Linked DNA regions of Columba livia: region 2 is linked to region 1. A link is a contact called in public Hi-C data. All regions are on one chromosome and are shown on one strand. Each heading gives the region's core, a stretch centred on a gene start, on an enhancer-like site or on the middle of the called end of the contact. The rest is flanking DNA. Distances are from core to core; before and after follow the strand shown. Region 1 holds the start of SUPV3L1 (Suv3 like RNA helicase). Region 2 overlaps HK1 (hexokinase 1).

Region 1 (4,119 bases), core at 512-3,011:
TGTAAATGGTTGTTTCAAAAATGTTTGCTTCCTCAAATAGGAAATAATTTTATGGAGAAAAGCTCCTGAGAAGCTGAGGAAACAACGAACAAACTTTCACCAGCGGTTTGAATCTCCAGAATCACAAGCGTCTGCTGAGCAACCTGAAATGTGAACTGGTGTAAGGTGAAACACTTTGCGATGCTTCAGCAGGTTAAAGGTGGTGGCAGCCTGTGGGAAAAGGCCACACTTCTCATCACAACTGTCTTCCTTCATCTTGCAGCGCTGCATTTACCGTACTACTAAAGCATTCTTCAGTTAAACATTCAAGTATGTATATACATTTAAAATAAAGTGCTTTCTCAAACACTGGAACTTTCTTAAGCTACTATTTTATACTGCACATTTATTTGATAATGTTATATGCACTTGAATATGCATAAGCTTAAATCTAGTTATTTCCATGCATGGTAGGCTGGTGTATTTGATTTTTGCTGATCACCTATGCAGTGTAGACTAAAGCATTTCCCTTTTCTCATGTTGTTTATTGCATGTTTCTTTCCAATGTTGCTTATTTGTTTTGCTTTGAAACTACAGTAAGACACAATTGACTAAATCACACTAAAAATCGAGGTTTACGGTAAATTTGTCCTAAGATTTCTAATTATGTTGGACAGGGTTTAGCTGAATCTGCATGTGTATGCACTGTGACTGTGGTAACTGTGGAGTCCTCAGACACCTTACCAAGGTTTCTAAGAAGCTTTGGATCTGTCTGTAGCAAAGAACAGTAGGAAGCATCTCTGCCCTCCCTGCCCGGGGGGTCACTCGTGACTTCTGGAGGCTTGTTGCCCAGGAACTAGTGACTGTAGAGATGTTGTCACAGTTTCGCCTTCACTGGGTAAAGCATCTGAACGTAATTATCTCTTACTGATGAAATAAATGCTGGTAACATTGATTATTTTGCAAATACATGAAACTATGTGGTTCCTCTTGGCTTCACGCTTCCGCTGTCTTCACAGTCTGTCTCCTCACTGCCCGGATAGGAGAGGCAAGGTGTCCTCCATGGGCATCCTCCTCCTCGGCCCTCTGGGCCTGCTCGGAGGGCAACATGCTCTTCGTGGGCTTTTGGAAAGGGATTTTGGAGCCGGGCAAGCCTTAGAGCCGCTAGAAGCTCGTCTGGCGGAGCAGATCGCTTGTGTTCATCATCTCGTGCGCTTGCGGGAGCCCCGCTGCGTGCGGCCGGGCGCAGGGCCTGTGTGCAGCGCCAGCCCCCGGCAGTTCGCTTGGCCTCTGACCCGGGGCTCCTCAGCTCCGGTGCAAGCGTCACCCGTGACCTTACCTGACGGAGTTACATTTCTGTAAGAACTGTTTTATTACTGTGGCACTCTGACAAAGCAGACACAGACTGTGTACTTAGCGCTAGGATACTTCTAACGCGGATGTCTTTGAGAGCAAATTTAACGCCTTCATGTAAGTGCCTGTTCAGAAACTTAAAAGCCAAATATTTTCATGGTCGCTTGCATGTTGTAATCTGGAAATGATTCCGAGAGCCTTTGAAAACTTGATTGTATTTAACCAGCCTCCGATTGTACAACCATGTGTAATAAACGGGGAAGATACCGAGCTGCTCTTTGACTCATTGAAACACCTGTGCTCTCACCCTCCCCGGCTCGTCTCTGCCCGCCCTCTGACGCCACTGCCGCCCTGTGGCGCCGCTTCCGGCCGCGCACAGCGCCCCTGTGACGTCGGGCCGTCGCCGCGCGATGACGCGAGCGCCCCGCGCCGCCGCCGCTGCCCTTCGCTGCCCATGAGGCGGTGCGCGTGGCCGCTGCTGCGGCTCCCGGCGCGCGCCGGGCTCGCGCTCCGCCATGGCGGGGCCGCCGCCAGCCGCCTGCGCCCCGCGGCCTCCGCCGCCGCCTCCTCCGCGGCCGGCGGGGACGGCGGCGCCCGGGCCCCCGACACCTCGCTCTTCGTGCCCGTGCCGCTGAAGCCCGCCGGCGACGCGGCCGACGAGGACGTGGGCGCCGAGCTCACGCGGCCCCTCGACAAGGGTGAGTGCGGGCGGCCCTGAGGCGGCGGCGGCGGGAAGGGGCTGCGCGGCCTCGCCCGCCCTCCCGCCGCCGGGGCCAGGAGCCGCTGCGGCCGCCGCGCCCTCCCGAGCCTCCCCGCGGGGCCGCCGCTCCGGTCGGGCTGTGGCTGGGGTTTTATCTCTTCGGAAAAGGGGTCTCACCCGGAGGCTCGTCTGAGCGGTGCGGCCGCTCCTGCCCGCGGAGCCGGGCGGGTGGGTGCTGCCGGGCGGGGTGACGCGACCCGCAGCCAGGGTTTTGCCGGAGCTGCCGGCCGGGCCCTGCGCGGAGCAAACGGCCGTGGGCTTCGTTCCTCCACTCCCCGTCTTGGCGCGGTCAGGAGGTGCTGGGGCGGGGGCAAGGCCCACAGCTGCACTGAAGTGCTGTGGTATTCCGAAACCAGAACGGCGTCCGAGCTTAGGAGTCGCGGTTTTCTGCAGTGTTAGCGGTGCAGACAGAAAAGCATCGCCTGTGCCTGAACGCGCCTAGATCAAAACCAGGCACAGTGTTCGGTACTTGTAGTTATTGACCGTCACTGTTAGAAACTTAAGCTTAACTTGTAGTTAGAACAGTGCAAGTCTGTTTGTGTATTCTTGGGTTTGCACATCTTAAAGTGTGAGCAGGTAAATGTTGGGTGTAGGTTTCTGTGTATCAGCTGGGAAAGCTGATATCCACGTCAGCACCCTTGGCCTTACGAGAGCCGCTGGGCGTGTCAGAGCTTGTACTTCAGCCTTGAAGTGAAATAACACCTTTCTCAATGTTTTATGTTACTCTTTTATCTATTTTCTAGGTGTATATTGTGTCACTTTACATGATGCATTATTTTTGACACCTAAGTGGACACAGAGAAGAAATTATTTTGTTGACTTTTAGATGCACTAGACTTCTGTTTTTTGATATCTTTACCTGTAATTGTATCTTAACAGCCATGGAGTTGTAACTGCTTTTTCAGTGTTTCCTTTTCTTTAATTATAAACCATCCATCCTGTTAATTTTGCATCCATGTTCAGTCTTCTGCTCAGGAAAGGTCTTATTTTGTCGAGCTGTGCCAGCGCGCTGTCCTTAAACACTGGAGATACTAGAAACCAGTTATTGATCCTTTTGATGTTTGGTGACCCCAAAGTGTTCAGGCTGTAAATGTGTTCTGATGGCATGTTATTTGTATTAACTCCAGGTATAGGAAGCATGGAAAAATGATGTTAATTTGTTCAGAGCCCGTGAGAAGAGAATACCTGGCTCTCACAGCTAAAAGCCTAGCTAGGAGCCAAAATCCTGAACAGCTGTAATGCGACAGAATCTGCATTGTTTTCAGACTAGTCTGTGAGTGTTGGCTTGTATTAGTAGTGCATTCATCAGGCGCGAATAAATACGAATGGTGGCATCTTAATCGAATGTTACTTATTGTCTCATGTGTTATATAAGTGGTTCTGTTGGATTTTTTCAGAGGTATGACTAGAATGCTCTGGGGAAAATAAGTATAGATTGTCTTTGGTCTCTGCTAACTCGTTGAGAACAGATTGGCTGCAATCATCTATGTCCCCACAGGTGAAAATGAAATACTTTGAGCCAGGTGACCCGCGTGGTGCTCGCCTGCTTGTTGGCCTGTGCTGCTGTCGGTAATCCTGTACTTCGAAACCCATCACTACTCTTAAAAAGGAAACCAAGCGAGACTTTCCTTAGCAAATATCATCCATTCTTTTTTATTAAATAAATAGTCTTCCTCTGCTTTTTCCTCTCAGATTCTGACCACGCAGCGTGTTATGCATCTGGTGTTTTGGTGTGTTGAATGAAGATACTTTGCCAGATTCTGCTGTCAGTATGCCATTGATTCAAGTGGATTCAATAAAGATAAATGTATAGGCTTTCTGGTTACAGCTTGGGAAGAGACCTTGTTACTTACAGTGTGCACCACTCTGCTGTGAAACACCTTTTAGGCTCGTTGCTTGCTGAGGTGAGGCGGTGACCACAGTTTTCATGCTGGTCGAACACCGTCAGGTTAACCGAAGCCCCTTCAGAAGCTGACTTTTGCAAAGCCGATTTTGCAAAACGCTGGTATCAAACCTGCCTCTTGACG
Region 2 (4,119 bases), core at 561-3,060, 85 kb after region 1:
ACAGACTGCGAGGGAGAAGACGTGGTGTATTTACTTAGAGAAGGAATTAAAAGAAGAGAGGTGATTTATTTTTCCTCTGGTTTTGTTTCCGTTCTCTCCTCCTCCTTCTCCATCCTCCCCTGGCCCGGCTGAGCGCCTGGGTCACGCCGGGTCCCTCTCGCTGGGTTTGGGTGCCTGGAGGAAACGGGCAGGTGCAGACGCAGCCCCAGCCCTGGCGTGTGGCCCGACTGCACGCAGGATGGTCCGCAGGGTGTGCGGGGGAAGCGGGAGACTTCAGCCACTCAAAACCAGCCACACGGGGATTTTGTTTCACCGCTTGTTTTGTTTTGTGTTTTCCCCGGAGATGCCTAACTTGCTAAATTTAGCAGAACTTTCAAGGCTTCTTTCAAACCCTGTGGCACTTTCACTGCACCGGAGCATGGAGAAGGCAGGCGCTGTCAGCGGAGCGACTGGGGAGCCCACCTCGGCGCACCCAGACGAGTTTCCCCCCCCAGCGCTTGTTCTTGAAAAGGCCTCAAGCAGCTTAGCTGAGTCTTTCTAGGAAGGAAGAACAACAGCCTGAGGAGAGCGTTGGCTTTAGCAGAGTTTCATCAGCAAGTGAAGAAAGGATCTTAAACACTCTTGCTACTGGATTTGCTACCACACTGTTGTAATACAGAATGGCAGTAGCGCTCTGCCGTGTGCCTAGATACAAGATCTGTACTTAAAAATACCTAAACCAAAGAGAACAGCCAGGAATAGACTTTCTTCTGAAGACAGTCAATTGTATGTAGAGCATGTGAGGAGCCTCCTGGTAGTTCCTATTTGTGTGTGTGTAAAATCAGGCTGGTACTTCCAGTTGTCTGTTTTCCAGTGTGTGGTCCTTTAGTGTCCCCTTTGGTGCGAGGGCTTTCCCCAGACACAGAGTTCTCACTAGGTTGTTTCTCTCTTCCAAAGGAGTTTGACTTGGACGTGGTGGCCGTGGTGAACGATACGGTGGGCACAATGATGACTTGTGCTTATGAAGACCCAAACTGTGAAATCGGACTCATCGTGGGTATGTGTCAGAGCTGCTTTTTACTTGGCACTTTTGTATTAAACAGCACACAGACACACGTGTCTGCATTCTCATGGAGAGATCCCTGTGGCGAACTGAAGATATAGGTGGAGTGTCTGGGAGTGAAAGATTTTCAGGTCAAAAAGCTGTCCCTTCGGAAACAAGCTGCCTGAAGGAATTGAGAGCAAAACTCAACAGCCAGCTTAGTTCTGTGCGTGATCAGTTGAGATAAGCATAACCTGTAATGCTGAGCAAACCCTGCCTGTTGTAGCTGGGTAGGTACTTGGGAAGCGAGCAAACACGGGCTCGCGTAGTCTCACCGGCTCCGGGGTGTCTGTTAGTCTGTCCTGTAGGAGTTTTCCCCACTCGGGTGTTCAGGGTAGCCCACGGCTTCGCTTGAGCATGTGTTCTTTCAGAATGAACACAGTTCCCGAAAGGCACGTGATGGAAAGCTCTGATGGACCAAGCGCAGTGACTGACAGCTGGAATAATTCCACAGCCCACTACCGGAGCCTCTGCAAATGCCGTGCCTGGGGTGCCTCTGGCACAGGGTAGCGTCAGTTCCCAAAGCTCCTCCGAGAAACGGATTTTCAGTGGGAGAGAAGGGGATGAAGCACCTGTGCAAGCTTTGGGGATGTTTTTCAGTTGCGAGGTGGCTGGTAGGAAAATAAAGCGCTGCTGCTTTCTTCCCCCGACAGCTGGAAATGCCCGGGATGCGTCAGCACGGTGCCCGCGTGCGGGCAGCCTTGTCTGTGCAGCTCCGTGGGTGCTGCGTTCGCAGGAACGCGGCTCCCTGCAGCAAGGATGGCGTGTCCTTGGGTGCTGCGAGCATCCTCGAGGAGCGTCTGCTGCGGCGCTGCCTGATCGCTCCCCAGCCAGCGCGTCTGTGCGCGGAGCAGGGGTCGGGGTGGCCTGGGTACATCTGGCATAACGAGAGCAAGAGCCCCGGGGCTCTGCCGGCTCCCTCTGCCTGAACTGCCTTGGCCAGACCGATGGTGCTTCTGAGCAGCCGGCGGTCGCCCTGCTCTCCCAGTTGCAGGGAGGTGGGTGAATTTCCCTGCTGTTGCTTGGCAAGGAAAAACATTCTTGCACAGGCGAGTTCAGGTCCTGCTGGTGTCCTGTCTGCGCGCGGTGCCGCCGCTCCTGCCCCGGAGAGCTAGGTTTTCTGTGTCTTCACCACTGTTGATGAGACCAGGTCTCTGCTTTTCATGGGCTGGCAACAGGAGATCATCTAAAAGCCTGTCAGTCTAACAGCCTATATTTAATAGATACCCATGTATTCAGGCAGCTCGTTCTGGACAATGAGACTTGTTGTTGGGAGGCTGGCCAGTGCTGATGGTCCACAACTGGGGTTGGTCTGGTTTGGTCCTGCAAAGCTGGGTCTGAGTCTGCAAGCCCAGACTGTGCCCCTGTGGCTCGGCTCTCCTGCAGCGGGGAAGTACTGCGGGAAAGTTTATCTTTGCTCAGGCTCTAATGATATAGTGCCCTGAAGAAATGGCAGTGGAAAACAGACTTGCCGATATATTAATAATTGGTGCAGAATCTGTGACGCAGAGTTAAATGAGAGTTTGCTGGGCAACTTCAAGAAAGCTTTAGCCCCAGGCAGCAGCAAAAGCTGCCTCTGTTTGCTAATAAAGCTGTGGTTCCTGAGGCCTCTGCGGACAAGAAGCACTTTGTCATTGCCGTGCTCCTGAGCATCCCCTTTAGGCGGAATCAGACATGGCATCGTTTAAACATGAAGTAACCTTCCTGCCAGAGAAACTGTTTCAGCAATTTGGATCAGAAAAAACAGACAAACAACAGCAACAAAGCACCACAAAAACCCCCAAACCAACCAACCAACCAACAACCAACAAAACCCAAACAAACAGACAAACAACCACCGAAAAAACCCCAAACAAACAACAACAAAACCAACAGCCAACAAAGCAAGAACTGAAACATACCCTGCAGTTAGCTGGTAAAACCCCTGGGCATTTCTTTCCCTGGTGCCTCAGGACTTGCTGAGGTTCTCAGTTCAGCAGTTTTCCCCCTGAATTTTGTTTCAAAGGATGATTTGACTTCATCATTCAAAACAAGCACATTCAAGCTCCTCAGAAGGTTTTGTTGGGGCTGTCATCCTCGTTCTAGTGTTTTGTTCCAAACAAAGAGTAATCTCCGTGTTTTCTTTTCAGGAACTGGCAGCAACGCCTGTTACATGGAGGAGATGAGGAACATAGAGATGGTGGATGGCGAGCAGGGGCGGATGTGCGTGAACACGGAGTGGGGAGCGTTCGGAGATAACGGATGCCTGGACGATATCAGGACGATTTATGACAAAGCGGTTGATGACTATTCACTAAATGCTGGAAAGCAAAGGTACTGCGGGATGGATGGCGTGCAAAGCGCAAGCCAGGCTGCCTTAAATGCTTTTAAGAGAGAACCGGGTCTCTCCTGGTTCGAGAAGGGAGAGGTTGGGTCAAAAATGGCTGCAGCTGTGCTGTCCTGCGGGATCTCCCTCTTCTGTGTTTTTCCTGCTCACTGCTTGTTTTGCAGCTTATTTGCTGCCATGGGACTGCAGCGTTTTTTTGGTGAGAACCTCTTGATATCACCAAGAGACCCTTTTTTCTCACCGTGTTGTGCTGAGGGGTTGCAGTGGCTCGTCGTTCTTTTGCTCTTGGTCTCTGGGCTGGAACTGCTGCGTGCCCAGAGCACAGGTTTTCATCATTTCTCTGCAGCAATACTTTGATGCCAGCAGCTTTTAAAATGATTTTATTGCTAGAGCAAATCCATCTGAAAACCTGAGGGATGCAGACAAGTGGGCAGGTCCTTTGGGAAGCTCTTTAGAGATGGGAGTGACACTGATGGACCCTGATGCGGCGCAGAATTGGCATGGAGGACGCAGCCAAAGGCAGTAGAGGAGACAGCAAGGGGAATAATTTACTCCAGAGAGTCAGGCTCCCAGGAGGGAGGACTCTTGCTGGGTACAAGCCCAAGAGAGGTCCTGGTATTAAATGGGCTGTGTGGCCGGCTTCCAGGGGATGGCGCTGGGCTTTTGCTAGATCCAGGGCAGAAAACCCTGTGTGGACCTTCAGGAGGTGAAA

What was found. A called contact is a pair of places that touch in the nucleus more often than the background predicts.
Region 2: a contact with region 1 is called in a Hi-C map of liver, with 2.8 times the contacts expected there. The contact joins the enhancer-like site here to the promoter of SUPV3L1 in region 1. A contact is called at or near these places in 2 of 2 Hi-C or Micro-C datasets (crop and liver).

What each region holds. Positions count from the first base shown.
Region 1 is chr6:34,808,912-34,813,030 of bColLiv1.pat.W.v2, forward strand. SUPV3L1 (Suv3 like RNA helicase) reads left to right here and starts at 1,762. Exons shown (of 15, transcript XM_065067967.1): 1 at 1,762-2,030. The coding sequence starts at 1,787. VPS26A (VPS26 retromer complex component A) reads left to right here. Exons shown (of 9, transcript XM_065067978.1): 9 at 41-1,602. The coding sequence ends at 154.
Region 2 is chr6:34,893,896-34,898,014 of bColLiv1.pat.W.v2, forward strand. It overlaps HK1 (hexokinase 1), which reads left to right. Exons shown (of 18, transcript XM_005512757.2): 13 at 1-60; 14 at 937-1,036; 15 at 3,211-3,394. Among named protein-coding and RNA genes, the nearest start is that of TACR2, 18 kb to the right of the region's middle. Within about 2 kb of position 1,811, at least 1 of the 3 cell types and tissues checked has an H3K27ac peak away from gene starts, as active enhancers do.